Linked DNA regions of Xenopus tropicalis: region 1 is linked to region 2. A link is a contact called in public Hi-C data. All regions are on one chromosome and are shown on one strand. The core of a region is the stretch at or near the end of the contact, and the rest is flanking DNA. Distances in the headings are between cores, read along the strand shown.

The links. Hi-C and Micro-C count contacts between places; a contact is called where the count stands out from the background.
Region 1: a contact with region 2 is called in a Hi-C map of brain, with 4 times the contacts expected there. The contact joins the promoter of nthl1 here to the promoter of znf598 in region 2. A contact is called at or near these places in 3 of 5 Hi-C or Micro-C datasets (brain, neurula embryo and tailbud embryo).

What each region holds. Positions count from the first base shown.
Region 1 is chr9:18,941,830-18,947,033 of UCB_Xtro_10.0, forward strand. It overlaps nthl1 (nth-like DNA glycosylase 1), which reads right to left and starts at 2,567. Exons shown (of 6, transcript NM_001044419.1): 1 at 2,456-2,567; 2 at 1,017-1,243. The coding sequence starts at 2,561. tsc2 (TSC complex subunit 2) reads left to right here and starts at 2,688. Exons shown (of 40, transcript NM_001130323.1): 1 at 2,688-2,806.
Region 2 is chr9:18,754,145-18,759,204 of UCB_Xtro_10.0, forward strand. It overlaps znf598 (zinc finger protein 598), which reads right to left and starts at 1,644. Exons shown (of 12, transcript NM_001126071.1): 1 at 681-1,644. The coding sequence starts at 860.

The sequences.
Region 1 (5,204 bases), core at 1,317-3,816, 190 kb after region 2:
ACTCTGAATGCGTCCTAGCGATGGCGCTTTTGTAGAGTGTGCGCGCTGACGTCACGTGCGCGCTGACGTCACGTGCGCACCCGGAAGTATTCAGCACACCGGTATGTAGAAAATTCATATCGGTTTCAAAAAAAAAACCGGTGATCGGTTTTTACCGGTATACCGCCCAGCACTATGACAAATAGCAGAAAAGTAAATTTGAAAAAAAAAATGCTTGCATAATAACCGCACATTTTCATGAGATAATAATTCCATTGTGTCATCCTTGCACTAATGGCCACTAACTATAATAGAAATGGCAATTCCTGGAGTTGGGACTATATCTCAGAAACCATTTTTAGTAGAAAAAAGTGACATTTTCCTAAGATTCCAAACCTGTGCAATAAAGGGCACCCTGTACAGTTACCAGCAGGGTTGTATTTCCTACAGGAGAATGCATAGGCTAGCATAGATTGACGCTATTTCTCTATACAGGTTCATTTAGACCCAGGGAGTTGTCTAAGGAGTGTCTTAGTTACACCATTAAAGAGGCTATTTTATGCCCAATGCCTTCTTGTAATGGAATTATAACACAATAGGGAGCCTATGGCAGTCGAATAGGAGCTTGTGGCCAGCCTGTCAGAGAAACAATGGCGGCTTTGGCATGGCTAAAACTGCTCAGGCAGTAACGTGCATTTAGGGAATCTCAGAAAGGAATTTTCATTTAAACTCAGATTAAAACCATCTTTTCACAGATCAAAAGGACTTCGCTCCTGCTGGGATTTCCAACAGGGAAACAGATGAACCCACCAAGTGCCGAGAGCATCACCCACACATTTCTACTGCTCATAACCTCTCACGCTCCCCCCATTCTTACACTCTGGCTATACATGCTACAGGCCACTGTTCAGGAAACTGCAGCCCTTCAGTTCCCATCATGCTCAGTGGTTCCCATCATGCTCAGTGGTTCCCATCATGCTCAGGGAAGTGTGCCCCCTTTTGCAGACTAAACACCTTTATCCATGGAGCAGCTTTACCTCTGGGGCAGCATTCTGATCATAGCACTTCTCCGCTCCCATCTGATCCACCGGCGCATCCCTTCTGCTTCTCATCTGCCGTATGTTCTCCAGATGTTGCGCCCAGTTCTTTGGTTGCCATTTTGGCCTTTTAGCTACAGTCTCGCTTGCTGCCTGCTCGTATTCCACACTAACTCTCCTCTTTGATCGCTCTTTGGGGGAACTCGGCTTCTCATCTTCACTGTCATCTGCAACACAGGGCCTGTTACACTCATGTCTAACCTCTGGCGCCTCTCACATCACAGGGCTGCATTCTGGGAGCTGTAGTTTAACAGCAGCACAGCTTGCCATTGGGAACCCATCACTGACGTTTTAGGAATGTGCTGAATGTGTAAGGCAACTCATCAGTCTAAGCAGAAAGGAAGATAATAGGGCACGTGTATGTCCACAAGTGCAGTGAGCAAAGCGCAATTTTGAGCACAAATGCCATATTTTATTTTCCCGAGTGGCGCCAAGTGCAACTATACAGAAGGGCAAGGAGCACTAAAGGAACTTGCACCAAAATGTGCTTGAGTTCCTTTAAAGGGGTTGTTTACCTTTGGGTTAACTTTTAGAGAGTGAGATTCTGACACAATTTGCAGTTGGTCTTCATTTTTTGTTCTTAGCAGTTTTTTAATGATTTCAATTTTTGTTCTGCAGCTTCCCAGTTAGCAGTTTCAGCAGCCAACTGGTTGCTAGGTTCCAAATTACCTTAGCAATCAGGTAGTGGTTTGAACGAGAGACTGGTATATGAATAGGAGTGGGACTGAATAGGAAAGTAAAAAAAAATAAATAATAAAGACCAGCTGAAACGTTGCTTAGAATTGGCCATTCTATAACATACTAAACGTTAATGTAAATGTGAACCCTCCATAATGAAGATGGTTTTGTGCCCAACTGACTACAGGGAAAGTGCAGGGACCGCAGCTGCATTAATGGACATACATGAGTCTCAATATGTGAAATAAATTCAGTTTTTATCCCAAAGTAAAGGAGCAACACACTGACTAGCCTGGAGCAGCTGTTGGATCAAACAGGAGAAACCTCTACCTGTTTCATTTCATTCACCTGTTTTATTTACCTATAAAATCCCCACACAGGGCTAAGTGCCAGGCACCCCCAGAAGAGTAGTTTGGGGGGGAGGGGGGCTGGTTCTGCCGCTGGTTTAGTCCTTGCAGGTTCAATGCACAATAATATTAATAATAAGTACAGAGGGGGGGTATTATACAACTCCCTGCACCGCCCACACAAGCTACTGGGACTGTTTAGGGGACCCTCTGCCCAACGTGGTCTCTGCCCCCGCCTAAAGGCCTACAGTGCCGGTAGGTAGATCAGGGGAGGGGTTACTTGTACTAAACTAATGGCTTGTCCCGAAGAGCTTACACTCTTTCAATGGCCACCACGCTTCCACCCCTACTCACCAATGACTTGCCCCTTGCTGGTCCCATCCTGCTGATCCTTGCCCCCCACTGCCTTAAGTACTCCCCTCCTTCCCCTCCTTCCCAGCGGCCGGAGACTGCCACTCATGTCAAGCCCATCCGTGCCCCAATCGCCTCCTTAGAACTACATTTCCCACAATGCAGCGCGACCGGACATTCCGGGTTGTACTGAGCAACTTGTGATTGGCCGTGCGGTGGGCGGTGCTAGCTGTCCGGGGGCGTGTCTGGCAGGCCCAGAAAGCGGAGGCCCAAAGCGAATAGAGTGCTGGCCATGGGTGAGGGGTTGGTTTGGTTGTAGGGGCAGAAGGAGGGCACGCTGGGAGCCACTGGCGGGTAAGAATTGGTTTCTATTTGTGCAGCTGCTGCCATTCCTGTCACTATAGTATTGTGTGTGCACTTGGCACTGTGGCACTAACATAGTGGGAAATAGCTGCTCCCTGGCCATTGGCAGCTCCGTGTGGCTGCAGCCAAGGGGCGACCCCTAGTTCAGTCTGTGGGGCATTGCTTGGGCAGCTGTGGGGTAAAAGCGGCGCCTCAGTAACTTCCATTGCTTCTCCCCACCTTCTATTCTGCCTTTACCCGGGCAGCCTACTGCATCTGCTCAGGGCCATTACCCCATAAACACATTACTCATGGATAGAGAGTTAAATAGTAAACCAAGCAATAAGCAGGGGGGGGGGCAGTATCTGGGGGCATTATATGCCTTACTACACAAAGTCTATTATACATCTTCATTTAAAGGGGAACTCCACCTAGGCCCCGCCCCCTGTTCTCCTGCTGATCTGACTGACAACTTTCACATGTAACAGTAGTCGCCTGTCCTCCTTCAGCCTTCAGCCTGCACCCTCCCAATCCCACAATCCCCTGCACACGGGATGTCAATAAGGAAAGGAACATCACAGTGCAATGCATTGTGGGATATGTAGTTCCTGCATGCTGTCTGTAAGCTTTGCAATAGTTGGTACAATATGTAACGTCAGTGTTTTAGTCCCTCTTTCCCTGCCAGGATTTCAAATGGTGCAGAAAGAGAAGAGCTGTTTTTTTTTTTAGCATAAAAAACACCGATACAGTGATATCGTACAGATACAGTGGGGCTCTCCCTCCCATAAAAACAAAGATACCTTCTAGTGAGGGGCCTGTTGTTTATGATAAATATAATGTAAATATGGAGGTTCTGTAAAGCAGATGTAACAATGTGGGCAGCCGTAATTGCTGATAAAGTCTCTCTGCCAATTTGAGAAGGTAGATTGGCCAATATATATAGGAATGTGTTGCTCCTAAGATGCATATGGGTTAATTAAGAAGTACATTTCTGCTGAATTTGGATAAATCTGTAGGTTTCGGATTGGCATAGGCTAAAGGGCTCTTTTACTGGCGATGGGGCAAAGTGCAATACACAGGCCATGATATTTGCACCTTGTCGCATAGTCAGTGCCTATTGCTGGGGGACATTGGGCTTTGGTATTTACACTTGCACTTTAGACTGCACTGTATTTATGTTGGGCGAGGGGAGGCAGGTATGCAGGCCCCTACCCATCCAGTAACTTAGGGATTATTCAGATGTGCACATAAGGGGTGCGGAGGTGAAAGGACAGGGTTGCCTGGCACCCCCTAAACTTTGCAGTGGGCTGAATTTGAATCCGGTACAAGCTGCAGCGTGAGGGTCTGCCCCAGGCGCAGGTACTTTCTGAATGAGCAGTAAGGGTTGAAAATATGCCTCCATACCATTGACATCGGTTATTTAATTTATCTGACAAAATTGGCGAAGACTGACATTCCTGGCTGCTTCCGACTGTTTGTTTTTTTTTTACTGACAAGATGTATTGAATTTCCCAGTAGAACAATATGAAAGCAATAAATTGAGATGACAAATGAATGACTTGAGCGTTCCAGTCATTTTGAAAAGTTAAGAAAAAAAAAAGTAAAGAAAAGTAGAAAAAGAAAAAAATATATATAAAATAACATGGTAACTGTATATACAAGAAGTATTTAATGACAGGGGTATAATGTTGATTCTATACCAGATATTTATATAGGATACCAGAAGCAGGTTCATATTTTAATGCTTCCATGAGGGTACCCCGCGTGTAATGCTGGAAAGGGGGTTCCTGTTCATAGGCTGTACATGGGAGCCATACCTTGTCATAAGCTGCCATATTGTTTCCTAATAGGTAAGTCAGTTTCTCATTAGCGGCTATTTTGATGCCTTTAGCCTTCAGCAGTGGCAGCGTGGGGTTTGTTTCCCAGTTGCTAGCTATTGGCAATCTTGCTGACATTAGTATGTGTTGGCTTAAGCTGTGTGCTGGGTTGTTCAGTTTCTTAGGGTGTTTTTTCCCAGTAATGGCACAAAGGCATCCTTTTCATCCCACTGTTTTTTAATCCATGGCTGGGCTGCTGTCAGTTTTTTTTCTTATGCAAAATCTCTCCCCCCTCTCCAAAAATAACGCTGCTTTGGCTTTTTGGCTTCCACTTGGTGAAGCCAATGCCAGAGTCTGGGAACCCATGGATTGCACAGATCTCTTGATGTAAACGTATTACCAGACAGTTCTTTTCTTTAAAGCGGTGGTTCACCTTTCAGTTAACTTTAAGTATGTTATAGAATTCCAATTTCAAGCAACCTTTCAACTGGTCTTTATTATTTATATTTATAGTTTAAATTATTTGCTTTCTTCTTTCCAATGTTCAAAAGGGGGTCACTGTAGCTCTGTGAGGCTACGGTTTTATTGTCATT
Region 2 (5,060 bases), core at 394-2,893:
ATATGCCTGCCGTTTTAATTAAGTAAAAAAAAAAAAAGGGTATCCCATGTGCCAAATCATAGCACTTACATATTCAAGGTGTTTTGGGATAAAACTCACACAAGGAGGATCTCTATTGGAAACAGGAGTTGAGAGGGAAAAAAAACAAGACATATTGCTATAATGTAGTTCATGCTCATTAAGGAAAAGTAAACTCACTTGGAGGCGTCGAGCGGTTAAGGTGGCCATACACGCACCAATAATATTGTACGAAACCTCGTTTCGTACGATATTCGGTGTGTGTATGGTATGTCGGCGAGTCGACCGATATCGCAGGAAGCTGCTGATATCGGCCGACTCGCCGATCGGACCAGTTTGAAAATCTATCTTCAGCGCTGAATCGGCAGAAGGAGGTAGAAATCCTATTGTTTCTACCTCCTTATCTGCCGATTCAGCCCTGAATGGTGTGTGGCGGATCTGACGATGTTTCGTGCGACCATCGCCACGTGTATGGCCAGCTTTAGGCACACACCCAGGGTACTCTGAGCTGAGACCTTTTGCTTCCTAAGCTTGGAACTTTGGAAGAAGTTGGCAGAACTGAGCAAGCAGTACTCCAAATGAAGGCATTTAAAGATAAGCACCAGCTAAGAGTGACATATTAGGTTACATATTAGGTTGCCTTTAATGAGCTAAAAACTCACCTTATCGAGTTCTTCCCTGCACACAGCGCAGTACTTCTGCTCGCACAGGACCCGCATTTTAGTCGAACAGCGGTAGCAGATAGGGTGATCACATTTTCCCACGGCATAAATGTCCAGGTCTTGACAGCACAGCACACAACTTCGCTCCAAGTCCACGGTTTTCCCCACCTTGGAAGCCATAGTTACCGGGGGGGAGGAAGGTGGAAAGAAAAGCCACAAAGAAGAGCGGGTATGCAAGGGGGACAAGTGGGCAAAGTGAAGGGCAACTATGGCACTGGCATAGGGAGGTGGGTAGAGTAGGTCAGGGAAGACAGGAGGTGATTATATATATATATATGCTTGGTGGGGAAAACAGTCACCAAATGGTGGAGGGAAGCTTTTGAAGAGGAAGGTGATATGGGAGGGGCCTTAGAAAGTTAGTGGGGGCAAGGCCTTGTCAGTGTTATGGGGGGAGCTGTAAAAAGGCAAAACCTTAGGAAAGAAAGAGGGGGCAGGAAAAGAGACAGACAGGTGATATGAAAGAGCAAAGGACTGGGAGCACAGGGTGGGTGGGTAGGTAGGTAGGCGAGTGGGTAGGTAGGTGAGTAGGTAGGTGGGTGGATGGGTGAGTAGGTAGGTGGGTGGGTGGGTGGGTAGGTAGGTAGGTGAGTAGGTAGGTGGATGGGTAGGTAGGTGGGTGGGTAGGTAGATGGGTAGGTAGTTGGGTGGGGGCAGAAAGCTGGGGGCAATCTGAGAGAGGCTTAGGGCAGGGAGGGGCAGGAGAGACAAGGATAAGGAAAGTGAGGCCTGACAGCAGAGGGAATGGCGCCCTGCACAAGTGTAAGTAGAACCAATAAACCCAATGGGCCCGGTGACAGGGCCAAGTCCAGTCAGGCTCCGCAGTAACTACGCCCCGCACAGAGGGAAGCGGTATTGCGCAGAGGAATGGCGCTTTGTTCGGGCCGCCGGTTTCCGTGGGGAGGAGCTGGATCTCCTCGGTTCCACAGCTTTCCTCCCTAGCCACACCGCCGGCCCACGTTACCGGCAGAGGGAAACGTCACTGTTCTGACGCATCTTCCCGGAAGTTGGCCGTCGAGTGAGTTGCGCCTGTGCGTTCTGTCTGGCGGCTGGAGGACCCAACTCGCTTGTTCGTTGCTCCCCATTGGTTCTGCGCACCGCGTCATCCGAATATTCCGTTCCACCAATGGGCAATGATTGGCGGCCGGCTATTTGGCAATTGCGACTCCCAGCATCCCCTGCGTTGGGATGAGGTGGACTTTCCCGCCCACAGAATTGCAGCGTGTTATTTGTGACTGAGGGATGGACTGAGAGCACAGTAGTGGTGCCTAGGGACAGTCCACCCTCATTTTTTTAGCCTACCTTCTATGTTAAAAGGAAACTAGTTCCCTGAACGTTCTCTATATAAAATATTCTTCTGTTGTGTAGTTGGTTAATGCCATAGTGTTTAAAGTCTATTAAATTCCTTTGGTCATGTGTTGACATGTCTGAACAGCCTACATTATATCAGCCAATGAATGGACAGAAATGTGACTTACACTCTTATTGACTTCCTGTCATGTGATTAGTGCCTGACAGAACATCACAAAATGGTGACTGAAGTGAAAAATTGTAAAAGAGCAATAATTATTGATGTGTACTTCCCAGTCTGATAAAATTGTTTGATAGTTTTCCTTTAATGACGCTGCTGAGAAGCTCTTTTGGGCAGGGCTCTCTTCCCCTCTTGTATCGGTTACTGATTGCTTTATATGTTACTCTGTATGTCCAATGTATGTAACCCACTTATTGTACAGCGCTGCGGGATATGTTGGCGCTTTATAAATAAATGGTAATAATAACTAGAGAGGTACATTTCCTGAAGAAAATGTGAGTGGTGCTTGCCGCGGCAAAACTTCTGCCCCAATATTACAATGTTTCCTTCAGTTCTCTGTGACAGTTGCCCTTGCTGGGGCAATTAACCGCCCACCCCTCAGAAAAGTCATAGCACCCCATTCCCGAATAAGCTGCACGGTTTGACACCTCATTCATGGGTCTACGACAAACTAGTTATTTGCCAAAATCCCCATTATAAGTCAATGGGGCAAATTTGGGGACCTCTCTTGCCCTGGGGGTAAAACTTATACCCTTGTGCGGGGTATCTTCTGATACAGGTTGCTAACCTCTTCAAATGTGGTAAATTTCACGTTTCTAAAAAATTCCCTCTCTGCGCTACAATCTGTCAAAGTTGGCCTCAATGTTAAGTCAATGGGATTTTTGGCCCCGTTAATTGCCCCCTGTGGGGGCAATTAACCGCCCACCCCTCAGAAAAGTCATAGCACCCCATTCCCGAATAAGCCGCACGGTTTGACACCTCATTCATGGGTCTACGACAAACTAGTTATTTGCCAAAATCCCCATTATAAGTCTGTGGGGCAAATTTGGGGACCTCTCTTGCCCTGGGGGTAAAACTTATACCCTTGTGCAGGGTATCTTCTGACACAGGTTGCTAACCTCTTCAAATGTGGTAAATTTCACGTATCTAAAAAATTCCCTCTCTGCGCTACAATCTGTCAAAGTTGGCCCCAATGTTAAGTCTATGGGATTTTTGGGCCGGTTAATTGCCCCCTGCGGGGCAATGTTTCCTTCAGTTCTCTGTGACAATTGCCCTTGCTGGGCAAACGGTGCGGGACTCAGTCAAAGTTGGTCTCAATGATAAGTCTATGGGCGGATAACTGCCCACCCCTTAGAAAAGTCATAGCACCCCATTCCCAAATAGGCCGCACGATTAAGAAGAAAAATAAGCCTGTGAGATAACAATGCTTCGCAAGCACCACTAATAATAAAAGCAATATTTTCATTGGCCTTTGCCAACCCTAGTTCGGTGCTATTTGGGGGTGAATAGTTACTTATAGCCATTCAGCCATTACTAGAATAACCCTGGAACTATAGTAGGGGGGATATTGCACTTGTCTGTACAATTTATGGTGCACAAATGGGATCCTGAGTGTAAAAAATCTCCTATGGTTACAGTTAAATTAGGAGTATAATTAGTTGGGTTTGGATGTTAGCACTAGGGAAACACTGCCCCCCTAGGTAAACTGACCAAACTGCCCAATCAAACCTGACCAGCTTAGTAGCTGGAGCATTAAACACATAATTCAGCTTCTAAGGCTTATCTGCTTCTGTGCTATGTTTGGAGGCCCAACTTCTTACATTCTGTGTATTACGTTTTACATACCATGCAAACACTACCTCTAGAAGGCAGTCTCCCTGTAGATTAGATATTTAGAAGCCTAATGCACATCCCTGGCATGGAATGGGTTCTGATTGTTCAGCCACAAGGTTAGCATATGGATCTGTACAATTTGCCAATACACATGTATAGCAAAGTTGTGTGCAATCGGATCACTGAGCCCACAGACTAGATAGGATTATCCCCAGCCATCCCAGTGGTGATCCTGTGCAGTCTTGGCGTATACAGGGATGTGTAACCTGGAATCAGCACCATTCTGAGATGGACTGAGCTTCTGGGTAGCATGGGCATACCAAAGAGAAGGCGGATTGATCAATGCACATTCCCTGGTCCCATTTCTGCAGCGATTTAGTATCCAAGCAAGTGCATACATTTACGAAAACAGGGGTTTTCAGTTACAAAATTATGCGTCTGCGTTGAGTTTCCTCCCACAGTCCAAAAACATGCAGTTAATTGACTATAGTTTGTGCATGAATGTGATGAATGGGATTATAAATTCCACCGGGGCTGTGTATGTAAAGGATACTAATTACGGGTGGAAAAATCCTATAGGTTAATATTGGTGAATCTCTTGTTGTAGCGACATCTGCATCTCTTATAATTCTGCTTACAGGAGGTTAAGGTCAAGTGTTTTAATGAAAAAAAATGTTTATCATATAGGTGATTATATTGTTTCCTGTCACAAGGTGGCACCAGAGGATTAATATTGAAAGCTAAACTTTGGGAAAGTCTATTTTTGGTATTTTGTTTTTGGTTTCATTCTCTAATTGTGACAAAACAAAATAGTAGATGTTCTTTTATTATTATTATTATTATTATTATTTATTTTTTTATAAAGCGCCATCATATTCCGCAGCGCTGTACAATAAGTGGGTTTCATACATTGGACATACAGAGTAACATATAAAGCAATCAATAACCAATAAAAGAGGTGAAGAGAGCCCTGCCCAAAAGAGCTTACAATCTACAAGGAGAAAGGGTTGAGACACAAGGTGTGGTTTTATCAAGTGGGAATTTCAGGGCAATTAAAAGGAGACATAATCATTTGGGCAAAAGAAAGCATAATGTATTGGATAAGTAAACCTTTAAAATAAGTTGATGTAAAATTGTTGAGAGTGCTGTTCTAAGCACTTTTGCAATTTGCATTCATT